2 separate regions of the Anas platyrhynchos genome follow, and region 2 is linked to region 1. The links are chromatin contacts, called in public Hi-C maps. All regions are on one chromosome and are shown on one strand. The core of a region is the stretch at or near the end of the contact, and the rest is flanking DNA. Distances in the headings are between cores, read along the strand shown.

Region 1 (6,934 bases), core at 1,789-4,288:
GGGAGGTGAGAGGGGAGAGAGCGAGCGAGGGCAGCAAACCAGCTCCAAGGATCCTGCTCCACACATGCTGCCGCCGTGGGATGCTGGGCGTGAGAGCTTCCTCCTGAAGCTCCCGGGGAGCACAGCAGCCCCCCTCCGTGCTGCCACAGTCAGCAGCAGGGCCCTTTCCCTCATCTGCTGGGCTGGGAGCACAGGGAAGCACTGTGGGAAGTGGGTGGGTGATGCTTTTCAGCTGCTGCTTCTGTTGTCATCCAAATCACTGATGTGAAGCATCTGGGACCAATCTGGAGTAGATGCAAGCATTTTGATTCCCAGCGATGTGTGTGAGAGCTTGCCAAATATTTTGGCCTAGCCTCTGCAAACTGTCCTGCGTGGGCATCTTTCAGCCGGGAAGTGGTACTCGCGTTTGGGGTTTTACGAATTAAGGGGTTTTCCCAAGTATGCTTGGTCGGAGCAGGAAGGGCTGTCACCAGGATGTTCACCCCATCCTTTCAATTGTGTCTGTAGGTGACACAGTTTGTTAAGGATTAGAGTGAGTCACAGTATTAAATGAACATTTTGCTTCTCTCTGAGCGATCTCCAAACAGATGCCTGCCTCTAACAAACGAGGCAGCAGGGGTATTTCTCTTGGAGGAACAATTTGCAGTATTAGCAAATCAAATTCTCAGTGGGCCACTCTTTATGGGAATTAACCTCACCTACCGGGAGCCAGGCGCTCTGGGCACCCGGCCTGATATAATTGAGTTTGACTTCTGGAGACGTGGTGGGGATGATGGATGGGCAAGGGAGACCCACATCACGCCGGCCTCGTGCCCCATCTACTGAATGTTAAAATACATCAACTGCAGGGTTTGGCAGCTTGGGAGCTGCACGTGGAGGATTTCTAACCTGTGGTGCTGTGAGACTAGCACCGCTGGTGTTTCTGACCTTCCGTAGCTACGCTGTGAGGTTATGCAATGCACAAACCTTTTGCGCGTGGTGCAGGATGAGGGAAGAGCATGGAGCCTGCTGCAGCGGGGCTTTGGTGTGGTGGTGGAGGAAAGAAAGGATCTGGACTCATGTGTAGGATCGTCTTCGTCTCATCAGATAACTACGGAAGAGGAAAAGTTGCTGTTTCAAAAAAAAAAATAAATCGGCTTTTAAAGATGAAAAGAATACTCTTATAAATTAGTTTATGGGGAGGGTGGTGAGGACGTTGGTCGTCCTTGTACCATTAGTCAAATCTGGTTGATTGCACATCGTTTCTGGTGCCGAGCCACCAACCATATGATTATTTTTCTTTTTTCAGTAGCTCAGTACTTAATCCTCAGTTTCATATGCAGAATCCCTGCTGCAGGGTTTTATTTCATTTTATTTGCTTTTCTGTTGGACATGATACAGATCTCATCTGTCCCTCTGCCCCGGCCCTTTCTGTTCAAAGGAAACTTTCCTTTCAAAATGTCTGTCCTCACCTGTGGTGTAACTGGGTTTCTCACTGCCCTGTTAATATACCACAAAGTCTGTAAGCTGACCTGCCGTGAAAAAAAAATAATCTCCTAGAACAGGAAACATTCCCAAATTTCCCCTTCTCCCCGTTCTTCAACCAAAGCATTGGAAACACTTTTGCAAAACTGCCTCCCATTTATTGTATGAGCTCATCTGCATGTCCAAACCATCTTAGCCAGGCTTGCCACCTGGATGAGCTTGACCTAGATGCAAACTGATGTGCTTGAGCAAGTTTAAAGGGTAGCCTTAGTTTTGCTAGGAGACTGGGACTGCCCCAGTATTTCCCCCTGCTAATCACAGCTCTGCTTTCTCAGCCATGCACCAAAGCTCTGCTGTCCTGGTTTATCTTTCCCCCGGGCACAGTCTGAGTGGGATGTCAGGGCTGCAGTGCTCCCCGTGCAAGGGCTGTCGGTTTCTTCCCCTCTGTAGCCTTCGGGAGCCCCTCTTGCTACAGCCTCCTCTCTTAGGGGAAATGGGAGAAGGTCACTCGGTCCCTCCCCTGCTTATCCGTACACTAATGGATGTAATGTTGAGTAGGTGGTTAGCTTTCAGCTTCCATCTCATGCTTCTTAGCTCACGGCTCCATCAAGCCAGGCTCAGGTTTCCAGGCTGAAGGCATGGCAGCTGCCAGCACCCGACCTCCAGTCTTCCTCTGCCTCAACGAGCAATTAAACAGCCTCTGTCCTCTGATGGAGATCGATAATCCTCTGCCTGAGCACCAGCAGGACATAAAGGGGCCCATAGGGGTGGAGCCAACCCCCCCTAGTTGTAGTCCTTGTGGAATTACTGTTCTCTTGGACCCCAGAGCAATGGTTTGAAGCCTTTCCATTGGGGTTAAGGTTCCCTTCCCTGCGAGCAGCTGCAATAGGTAAAGCCCCTAGGTGGGTGCTGTATTCAGACCCTAGGTTGCTCAGCTGTCGGTAGTTTTACCATGATGGGGTGGCAAAGCAGGAGAGAGGGAGCTGCAAACTCCCCACGTGCTCTGAAGTCTCTGACTTTACTCAGTGCTGTCATCCCCTGGGGGTTCACACCTCCTCAATTTGACTTCAGTTTGCCGTCTTTTTTCTTTAATGTTGCTTTTAGAAGCTTGCTACGAGGATGCTTTTTAAAAAAATCATTAGGTTGAAAAAATAAAAATGAAGGATTCTCATTCAGCCCCTGCGCTAGGCAGAGGTGGGGAATGTGGGGAACGGCATGGCACAGATGCACTATATGACCACAGAATTACCTTTCAAAGAGAGCAGATGGCTCCATCTCAATAAACCCCTCAGAGAGATTCACCGGAGGTCTTTGAGGTTTCAGTTTGCTTCTTATTTTCTCTGAGGTCTGTGCAGGAAGGAGAGGGGGCTGCTGTGGGCTGAGGCACTGGACAGCTGAAAGCAGGTTTGCGCACTGACTGTGTGCTCTGCTCGGTCACTTTTAGCAAAAATCTTCCCACACATGATAGAAGTACCAAAGCACCAAGAATTTCCTATTTCTAGGCAGCACCAGGGCTGTTTTGGGAGCTGGTTTGCTTTTTGCTCTCTTAGGGCAGGTAAAGAGGCCCTCCATGCCAGGGCTGCGCATAAAGCTGAATCAGAGCCCAGGCAGAAGAGGGGTGTGGTGTGGGACCTTCTGGATCACCACCTCCCCGGCGCAGCTTTCTCACCCTGGTGGAGGGTGTGTGAGCCATTAGCTGGGCATTTATCTGAAGAGAGACTCTGACCTTTTCTGAGCTCCTCTGCAGAAATGGATCGTGTGCAAATAGTTCATTGCTCCCAAAAATGCTCACGCTTTAACCTTGCAATGATGTGATAAGCAGAGCAGTTGATTTAGCACAGGGAGCAAACTCGGCATCGTGAGACTGCTCAGTGCTCGCGGTCCTCAGGAAATAGCTGTGTGCAGGGAGCTAGCAGGAACAAGTGACTGTCGTACCATCACAGATTCCTGGTGGCCCCAGGGTCAACCTACTTTCTAAGTTGCCTGCGAGCAACCTTTGTTCTCTTCTTCATAGACATCCAACTAAACTTTATTAGGAAACCTGTATTTCTGAAGAGGGCAGTTCTTTAAGCTGGAGGGATGATTCACAGTGAAGTCTGAGCTCTACCTGCAAACATGTTGTCTCGGGCTCTGAAGCACAAGCTTCAAGGAATGGGCAGGAGCTCAACACCCCCTTGTTAAGATAGCAGAGGGAACAAGCTGTTACGTACAGAGCTAAAAATAATTGCAAAGCTTTGAATCTGCCTCCCAATTGCAGCAGAAGGATGTTCTGAGCACTGATGGCCGAATCTGTCTCTGGCACAGCTCTTACTCGATGGTGCATTAAAGCGTATGTGACTTTTTGAAGCTCAGTTCAGATAAACGCACAGCAGCGTGGCTGCTTTTCTGGAGCTGCCATGATTTCAAACTTTGATCAGTGTGGCTTGGGGCTAACCCAAAAGCTGGTGTTCCCAGAAGGAATGGTGCCTTTTCCAGAAGAATTTTAACAAGGAGACTGAGGAAGGGGAGAAATGCACAAGGCAGCTGAGATGGGCCCAGCAGCTGACAAAGCAAAGTATGACATGGCATAACGAAGAAGTACAGTGCTGGGCCTGTTTGTAGGGTACTGTGCTTCAGAGCAGGTGATGTGGGCATCCCATAAGTCTGCCCACAGCCTGGTTTCTTGAGCACGAGGTGCTGGAGAGAGCCTGGCCACGTCCATCCTCACTATGAGCAAATGGCTTTGTTCAACCTCCTTCACCTGGTCTTCAACTTGCTGTGACAGGTCCTGATGGAGATACTTGCCTGGATGAGGCAATCGGCCACCTGGGGTGATGGTGATCCATTACAACACAGTTTCTTCCACCAACATGCACATTTTATTCATTCTTTTGTTTTTACAGTAGCAGCAAAGAGAGGCACTTTGTCACTGCCTGTGACCAAAGAGCACGAAAGGAGAGAGGCTGAAGAATTTGAGCTATGATAAAATGCTCACTGCATTGATCTTGGCTCGGCATTTGTTTTCCTTCTTGCATTAACTCCCCATCGATTGCTGTGATGACCTTAGAGCTTGTGGGTTTGCTGGCCGCATCCCTCAGCAAGCAGCACCCCGCTCTTGCATCCTGCTCTGCTCCCAGCCTCCTCGAACCGCTGACGGTGCGAAAGCGGGCCAGTTGGTACAGAGGGTAAGCAGGGCTTTGCTTCAGCCTCTTTGGTCATTCAAGGCTTCTTACTATACATGTATGTTATATATAGGCATGCCACAGCTATGGTACGAACTTGCTGTTGCTTGAGGGATCAGGTCATTATTTTAGTACAGGGTGGTAGTAAATTGGATCCAATTGCGAGGAGTTCTGGCAGCTGTTAAAGAAGGGGCTTTCGTTTGCCTTGGAGATGTTCTTTGTGCCCACGCTTTGCAATGAGACTTTGGGAAAAGTTACCTTCCTCTGGACTGTGGCAGGGGCCTTGGCTCACCAAACATGTTTGCCTTTGCGTTCAAAGCCCTCAGAGCCCGGGGTGGCTGCAGCAGTGCCAGGGTGAGCCTGCAAACACGTGGCAGTGCTGATCGTGGCGTCCTGGCTCTCCAGACATGAGGTGCCATTGTGTCGGCCACTGATGCTTTATCAGGCTCCTTGGCTGTATTTGGTTTTGCAAGTTTATTGTACTTTCCATTTATTTAATCATTTATAAGCTTGGATGCTCTAAAAGAGAAGGGGAATGGTGACTCTTTTTGTTTCCTGTCCCCCATGCTACTGGATGCTTTCAGAGGCTGTGATTCATTTTTGAGTTCACCCAGAGACAATTTTCTGTAAAACATTGACATCTAGTGGCTTTTCTGCTGAAGGAAACGATGGGGAACAAAGGCTTTGTTGCGGGTGGCCAGCCACGATGTCTCCTGGAGAGCAAAGAAATACCCCGTCTCCTCCTCACGCAGCACCCAGGACACGGCAGTCCCAGCCTGGGGGCTTGGGGCTGCTGGGCACACGCTGCTCTGTGTCCTCAGCCTGGAGGAGCGAGCTTCCCTGGCAGGACAATTTGCTTATTGAGCTGCTTCAATTCAGTTTGCTGAAGCAGATTGCTCTTATCCTGACAGTACTGTGTGGCAGGGCATCCTGATGTCTCTGGGCACTGGGCAGGGATATTCCCCATGCCCAGCCCATAGCGCTTCTGGTGCTGCCCTGGCACGTGCTGTCATGTCACAGCCGTGCATGCAGCGTCCCTGTGTGTGCCACTGTCCTGCTGCTCCGAACAAAAGCCTCCGCTTCCCTTGGAATATCTTTTGTTACAAAGCACTGTAACGCACCGTTTAATTTCCTGTTATTTACTTCTGTATCCTCTCTCATCTTTGTATCAGGTGAAAGCAGGAGGATAAAATGGTGTTTGCCTGGGCTTTTCTGTGATCTTCGTTTCAGTTCAAGGAGGTTGGGTCTTCTGGGGACATCCCATTTATCTGGAAAGGAAATGTCTTACAGGAAATGTTCTTCTTGCAGGCATAGCACTGTTGTAGGGCCTGTGCAGCTCAGACCCACAGCTGCTCACCGTGACAAGTCATATAAGCAGCGCTTTGCAGGCAACAGAAAGTTGTCACCCCAGCTTGGTTGTGCACAAAACAACGCTTTGCTCTCAAATGAAGTTCCCGCGTGATTGGGGAGCAACCTGTGCTGCTCCTCTGGAGGGGGGATTTAAGTGATGTAGCCATGTGGGCATCTCTTAATGCCCAGTGTGAGCATGTTACTACGTGGGCAGCCCACCACAGATGGAAGTTCAGGGTTCCCTTCAGCCTGTGTAGAGGCAAACCCGTCAAGCAGAGCAATCCGTGTGCAGATATCACTGTTTCTGTTCCCCCACAGGGACTTTGTTCAGTTATCCTTCACCTCGGAGAGGTGAGCACACAGAGGAGCACTCTGCAGCAGGATTTCTGAAAGCATCTTAAGTGCATCTCCAAGTTTCTATTGATTTTGAGTGTTAATATGCCGTGTGCTCAAGATGCAGGAGACTAAATGCTCTGCCTCTCTCTCCCCTTTGCAGGAATTTCTACTATATCACCATCCTGCGTGACCCTGTCTCCCGATACTTGAGCGAATGGCGCCACGTCCAGCGAGGAGCCACGTGGAAAGCGTCCCTGCATGTCTGCGACGGGCGATCCCCAACCACCGAGGAGCTGCCCAGCTGCTACACGGGGGACGACTGGTCGGGCTGCTCTCTCCAGGAGTTCATGGATTGCCCCTACAACCTTGCCAACAACCGCCAGGTCCGCATGCTGTCCGATCTCAGCCTGGTGGGATGCTACAACCTGTCGGTCATGCCTGAGGAGCAGAGAAACAAGGTTCTGCTAGACAGTGCCAAGGAGAACCTGAAGCGCATGGCCTTCTTCGGCCTTACTGAATTTCAAAGGAAGACTCAGTATCTCTTTGAGAAAACTTTTAACATGAACTTCATCTCGCCGTTCACGCAGTACAATAGCACAAGGGCCTCCAGCGTGGAGATAGAC
Region 2 (6,779 bases), core at 708-3,207, 54 kb before region 1:
CCTGTCTGGCAGCCCTTCAGGCAAGAGCGAGCTGGCTGTAGAAGAAGCACTAATTCAGCCCTCAGGGCAGCAGTGCTATGGCCAATAACAACAGCTTGGCTGGACATGGTTGAGTGGAAATGCTAAATCACAAGAGAACAAGGGAAAATGTTGCACTGAAGATGCATTTTCGCTGTGGAGTTAGGCTGTGTCTAACTGGGGGGGGAGGGGGTTCACGTTCCCTCCCATTGCTGCACGTGTACCCGCACGTGGGGACCTTCCACCCATCGGTGTGTCCTGGGTTGCTGAGGAGGCACCGTGCTGCGGGACTCCTGAGCCTGCAGGTGAGCTGTCAGCCCCAAAGCCTGGGATCTGTGCGGGGCAGCTAAGTGTGGGACCTAAGAACCAAGAGCAACAGGCATCCCAGGGAGGAATGCTGCAGTGAAATCGTGTCTGCTGCGATTCCCGGTGCGCTGCGATAAGCTCTCTTGATTTCTTTGTGAATTATTTAAAATGCAGGAATTGCAAACAGAAGCCTGACTGTTTCTGTTGTGTGCACAAGCTAGATTAGAGCAGGAAGCTTCATTACAATAGGCTTAGATGTCTTCAAAGGCTTGGATGTATTTTCCCCTTCATTGATAAGCAATATTGATTTCAGCAGTGGTTGCCTGCTGTGCTTGGCCGCAGGATTGTGGTACTCCTTTAGACCCAGAGTTGTGCATTAGCACAGCATAGTGCACTTGCTGTTGAGCAGACGAGTTTGTTGCCTGCAGACTGTTAATTCGCTTTCAGAAAATATTTAAAGGTGAGGTTTGTATTTCTGTGCGCCAGGTGAGACCATCTGAGCAGCTCACAATGTTGCTGCCCCTCGCGCTAGCTGCCAGAGCACTGCTCAGCTCAGAGCAAAGCAGCTTAACTCAGACCTGCTCTGTTCCTGTGGAAAGCCCTCTCCAGTGAAAGCCAGTGTTTACCAGTGGTATCTGTGCTGAAAAAGGTGCTTTAGGTAATGAGCTGCTTCAAATATGTCCTTCTTTCTAAAGCGCAGCATTTTGTGATGCTGCAGGAAATAAAACATATTGTGATGCTGCAGGAAAAAAAAAACAAAAACAAAACAAAACAAAACAAAAAAACCACTTTCCTCCTAATTAACTAACTAATTTAAGGAATGTGTTATTTGTTAAAATGGGTCAGGTATCCACCTATAGGAAGGTGCCAGTGACAGAGAAGAATATGAAGATTTTAAAGGGGTTAGAGGAGACGGTGGAAGGAAGCACTTCCCTGACCCATGCTGGCTCTTGATGTGATTCAGGCAGCAGCTGGCGGTGCTGAGCAGTGGCTATAAACATTGCCATTATGCTGATTTATGTGTAAAGATTTATCCTAATCAACTGCTCCTTGTATAGTGATACTGTCCCAGATCTGGAGATAGAGCCAGACAGAGCATGAGGCTGGGGGCTGTGTGCCCTGGAGATGAGAGATGTCTCCTGTGTTTCATGCACGTTGCTTCTATTTTTCCTGTGATTGCTCTTCTGATTTATTTATTTTTCAGAAGCAAAATAACAAGAAAAAAGTTATTAAAAAAAAAAAAAGGAGTTTCTTTGCCATACAGTATGCTTCTCCACCCTTTGGTTGTGACGCAGAAGTTGACCAGAAAAATATGACCAAAATAAAACATACCCACCTGTGCACATCTGGATCTGGAGTGTTTGCCACGATGTAGACAGCTGCTTGGGAGTTTTCCCCCTGTTCAGAGTTGAGATCTACCCCGTGCTGGGACTTCAGGGGCACGGTAGAGGTGCTTGATGATCATCTCTTAATGGGCTTGGCCAAATTGATATTCGGCCTCTTAATTAAGTTCTTGGACAATTCTCAAAGAGATTTGAGTTTGGTGAGCATTTAAGCTTAAGTTGCATCACAGTTTGCATTACTAACGATGTGTGTGGTGCTCCATGAAGCAGCTACCATGACTCAAGCTCACGTAGCAACTTCTGCCCACGAGCTATGTTTGACTGAAACATTAAAATCCCAGGACTGAGGCAGCAGCAACTTCTGGACTTTTTTTTTCTTGGGTTGTGAACTTTGTGGTTGCGTATGGGTCACACTGGAGTTTTGGCTATTTTCTTATTATTCACTTCCAGAATGACTAAGACCTAAATGTTTTTTAACTGAAAGCTCAGATGCCAAAAGCTGAATCTATAGGAATATAAAATATTGTGAGGTGTTTCATACAGTCATGTGAACGTCAATGCTGATTCCCTGGAGGCTTGATTTTTCTTTTCCTTTACATTCGCTTAAATCCAAATTAACCCAAGTTCAGCTGCTCTAAGCTGGCACGAGACCAGCCCCGACTTTGGCTATTTCAGCACTGAGCAGGTTCTCATGTTTGCAGAGGGGTTTTGAAAAGGCCACTCTCTTGGATGCTCTCATCTGAGCATTGTTCAGCCTCTGCATCCTGGTTTCTTTGGCATCAGTGGTAGACTCAGACATCCAGTTCCATCACTTTTTTTCTGCTTTGTTAAAAATTGACCTCACCAGTGCACGAACTGCAACGAAAAGCACCAGCACTTCAGGCAGTGGTCTCTAAATCTTACTTTCATATTGTCCATGGATTTTCTCAAAGTTTTTGGTTTATTCTTGCACTCTTGTAACTTAGCTATGTTTGCTGCAACTGAAAAGTGTTAGAACTCTTCCTTCTCTCTTTGGTTGGTTTGCTCTCTGGAGCAGAGTTGTTTTCCCCATTGAGTGAATATATTTTTTTTCTGCTAGTAAGCCTTGGTGAGAGGTGATAATTAAATAAAACTACTATTATAATAACGGAAAAGTTGACAGGCAACACTGAATATGATGACAGAGGAGTTCTATGGCAGGTGTTTTACACCTGGAATACACTAAATCAAAAGAAATAATTAAGAGCAGTTGTCATTTAAAGGTGAACTAGCTGAAGCCAAGAAACACCGGAGTCCTTGCAGCCCTTTGCTGCTGTACAGGAAGGCTTGGAGAACGGAGATCCATCCTCTGCAGATATAGGTCAGGTCACAGGGAGCTGGGGGCCAATAACTCGTTACAGCTTTACATTTAGAGAGCTTTGTATCCCATTTTTGGCTGGTGTGTTCTGAGGCTGATGCTTCAAAGTCCACTTTATCTTTTATTCACAAATGCTGATGTGTTTAAATGAATGGTGCAGTGCAGTTGCTATAAATAAGCGAGTGTCAATACAAGGCTTTAGCACATGAAAGGCTCATTGATGGGAGCCGGCACTGATAATGGCTCTGCAGGTTCCCTCAGAAGTCTGCAGGACATGGGGGAAAAATCATTTTTGAGATCTGTTGCAATAACTTTTTGATCTTGGTGGTGGTACTTGCTCTGTGTAGGATGGGAAATAGGAAAATAATGGAGAAACCGTTCATTCTTGCAAAAAGATGGGGGATGGGGCAGGACTGATGTAGGTGGCTATTATAAACTGTTATTTTATGGAAACATTTTTCTGTCTTAACCTCTCTCCTGCATCTGCAGGAACCCATAGCTGCAGATCCAAATCAGTCCTTTCAGTTACCTGCTTGGCATCCTGCATCTGCAGTCCCTTCTCTTGTTTTATTTGCAAAAGTAAAATATCAGCAAGCTGTTCTGTCCCCGTGACCGCATCTCTTGCCTGTGGGCTCTTGAGGAGATACGTATGAGACACCTTGTACCAGAAGATAAATGTTCTAATAACGGATGCTGTGCGTTAGTTTAATAAAAGCAGTGCAGTCCTCTGCCTGAACATAGCCCTGCTGAGCCCTTCTAGAGCACAGGGGAAGCCTGTGGGGTCTGGAAGGAGAGCGAAGGATTGCATTGACTTTGGAGGACTGCTGCAGAAGGCATCCCACTGGAAGATGCTTTTGGTGGGAGATCTTTTCTGCTATACCCTGGTGATTCTTCCAGGTCTCATTTGAGGATGGCTGTAGCCAAACATCACTGCAGCATTGGGCCTTGGATCTGACCACTTCAGCCAGGCTCTGACAACTGGCTCAAACCCTGTGTGGGCACGTGGCATTGAGGTGGCCTTTGCTCAGCCCTATGCCTTGGGAAAGGGAGGTTTGGACAAGGGAAAGGAGCAATGTGTGCCACGTGGACTGGTTGCACAACATGCTGTGGCCTAAGCTGGGGCCAGCTTCCAACCCAGCCTCCTTTAGGGGTTGTTTATTTGGATGTAAGGTTATAGTGAGCAGGTCAGTGAGCTCCACTGAACTGCACAATGTGCTCAGGAAGGGATTTCTCCTTCAGAGACAATCTTCCACGTTTCTGTTGGGTTTCATCCATCTCCAGACTGGCTGTTGGTCTGTCCCAGCACCTGCACCTAAGTCTGCTTACATAAAGGAACAAAGAGTTAGTGCAAGGCATTGGCTTCAATTTGGAAGCTGTTTACTTTGGGGACAGTGAATCTCCTCCTACGTGCAGCATCAGTTGACGAGGATGTGTTTTATTTTCACTTCTGTCACCAGGCCAGACAGAAGGGTTGGCTCTGGTGGTGCTCAAGCACTCCAACTGGGATGCGGGGGATCTCATACTGTGGCATTTCCAAGGACATTTTCCTCCCTAAAAATGCTGTTGGCATAGAGATGGATTTTCTTAGCGAGGAGACTGATCCCTTCCCCAGGCCAGGTTGTGTTCCCAGTTACGTCAGAGCAATCTGTTGGCTTCAAATTGAGGAGAAATTGACTCAGTTTTGGCCCTTGGGTATGTGTAAGGCCCCTCTCATCACCACATCGGTGCTGTCCCAGAGCAACCTGGCTTGCCTTGCTCCTGTCCCCACACTGCTTTCTCTGCAGTGGCCGTTCTTTGTCCAGGCTCATTCCGTGCTGCTGCTGCGCATCGCGCCTCACTGCTGCTCTTGCTTGTTTTTCCCCTGGTTTTTATTTTTAATGCCACTGGGGCTATGATGATGGCTGTTTTCTTTCCCCCTGCTGTAATAATTGGTACTTCAGAAGTACTGAAATAGACAGCCCTGCCTTCCTGCTGGATTGCTTAATGCATTTTAATTTAATTAATTAAATTGTCCATTTTGATTGCGTCACCAGCAAGGCACAGGAAGTCAGGACCCGTAGCCAAGCGGGCTGGCACGGCTCGCAGCACGCAGCCTTTTAGTGTTTCAGAAAGGCTTTTGTTAGAGGTATGGATTGCTGTTTTTCCCCTCTGTAGTGGCTCCATTAAGTCTGTCGCTCTGTGGCGAGGGAGGGTCAAGTGTTCCCATTCTGCACACGAACACACACTTTGGGGTTTGTGCTACGTGGTGTCCTTTTTTCCAGACTCTCGAATGGAAAGCGATCCTGCAGCGGTGGTCTGCTCAGCTTTCAGAATATGACATTTGAGCTCAGTGTCCCCTGTGCTGCATTGCTGAGTCTTGCAGTCACACCGATCTCATGCTTAACCCCGTGCACCCTGTCCCACTGCTGCGCCCCGCAGAGGGTACCAGGAGGTAGCTCTGCTGTTGTGTTGGTGTCACTCACCGTACCTCCTGGCCCAACTATCCCACCTGAATCACTGGGTGTTTGGTATCATGTCCAAAAACTGTAAGCCCCAGAGGTCTGCAAACCTGAACTGTAGTTAACACTTTAGAAAAGCGTCAGTTCAGCCTATCTGTTCAAGTATTCATGGCTGGAGATTTTAAAAATGCTGCCTGCAGTGGGGAAAACAGATGGACAAATAACAAAAAAAACCTTTTGCTGATTTGGTCTTCCATCATTTGGCTAGAAACGAGCTGGTTGCAGTATGAAATGTTACAGCAAGCAACGTCATGACAGTTCATCCATCAAAATCCTTGTCCTGTTAATAGCTACAGCTGTTTTCTTGCTGATGATGCCACGCAGGAGAGGATGCCCAGTTGCCCTGGGATCAATTAGGCAGCCACCACCCTCCCAGGTTGGAAGAGCAGCAGTGGGTCAGGAGGAGACCACCAGGGCCAGCAACCTGAACTGTGCGAAGCTAAGAATCAGATGTGAGGCTTGCTGACTTCAGCACAGCAAAATGTCTTGGAAAAGCCAGGGAAGCTGAGTGAAGGCCGAGGAAAACTGTTGCTCTTCTCTGCCAAGCAGCTTGCGGAGGTGCTCTACAGCAGCACTGCTGAGGGGTGTTTTTCTCCTTTTTGTGGTGCCTAGTGTGGTTGAGCTGTCAGCAAGGCTGCTGCTTACCAGCTAAGTGTGGAAAAAAAACCCAGCTGATGATTTACCTGCCTGCAGCACAGGGAAGGGCGAGACTGTGAGGCCATGGGATGTGTTTTGCTGGTGCTGTGCTTTTGCAGGAGGGCAGGATTGTGGTCACAAGATCTTCCTGGGTCTTTCCTAAGCTTGGGAAGGGGAGGGACAGCATCCCCGTCCCTTGGAGGGTGAATTGTGGCAAGGAGAAGCGGTGCCTATGTAGCAGATGGCTGGCTTAGCTTATTAAAGCTTTGAGATAAAGGATCAAACTCCAATTTAACTTTAAAATGGGATTCTCAAGAGCAGTTGGGGCTGGGCTTATCAAGTGATGCCGCATAATTCACTGCTGATTTTTATCACATCATTTAAGCAAAACAAAACAAAAAGCTATCATCAAAGGGTCAGCCCAGGAGAGTCAGCTGCTGACAGCAACCTTCTCCTTCACTCACCCTCTTCCACACCAGGCGTGCTAGCAACGTGCATCCCGCAGGCAGAGCAGGCTCCCAGGGTCTCCTAGGGCCCAGCAGAGCTGGGAGCTCCTGGCACACGAGGCTGTACTGGGCTTGCTGCTTATTGCTGCAGTGCAAAGACCCTCGCAGGGCACACTTCAAAATAGAGCAGTGCTGA

Evidence for each region. Hi-C and Micro-C count contacts between places; a contact is called where the count stands out from the background.
Region 2: a contact with region 1 is called in a Hi-C map of skeletal muscle, with 2.9 times the contacts expected there. The contact joins two enhancer-like sites. A contact is called at or near these places in 2 of 8 Hi-C or Micro-C datasets (liver and skeletal muscle).

Annotation. Positions count from the first base shown.
Region 1 is chr10:16,271,650-16,278,583 of IASCAAS_PekinDuck_T2T, reverse strand. It overlaps HS6ST2 (heparan sulfate 6-O-sulfotransferase 2), which reads left to right. Exons shown (of 2, transcript XM_027464993.3): 2 at 6,472-6,934. Among named protein-coding and RNA genes, the nearest start is that of MBNL3, 27 kb to the right of the region's middle. Within about 2 kb of position 3,038, at least 1 of the 8 cell types and tissues checked has an H3K27ac peak or open chromatin away from gene starts, as enhancers often do.
Region 2 is chr10:16,324,654-16,331,432 of IASCAAS_PekinDuck_T2T, reverse strand. All of the region lies in intron 1 of HS6ST2 (heparan sulfate 6-O-sulfotransferase 2), which reads left to right. Among named protein-coding and RNA genes, the nearest start is that of HS6ST2, 70 kb to the left of the region's middle. Within about 2 kb of position 1,957, at least 2 of the 8 cell types and tissues checked have an H3K27ac peak or open chromatin away from gene starts, as enhancers often do.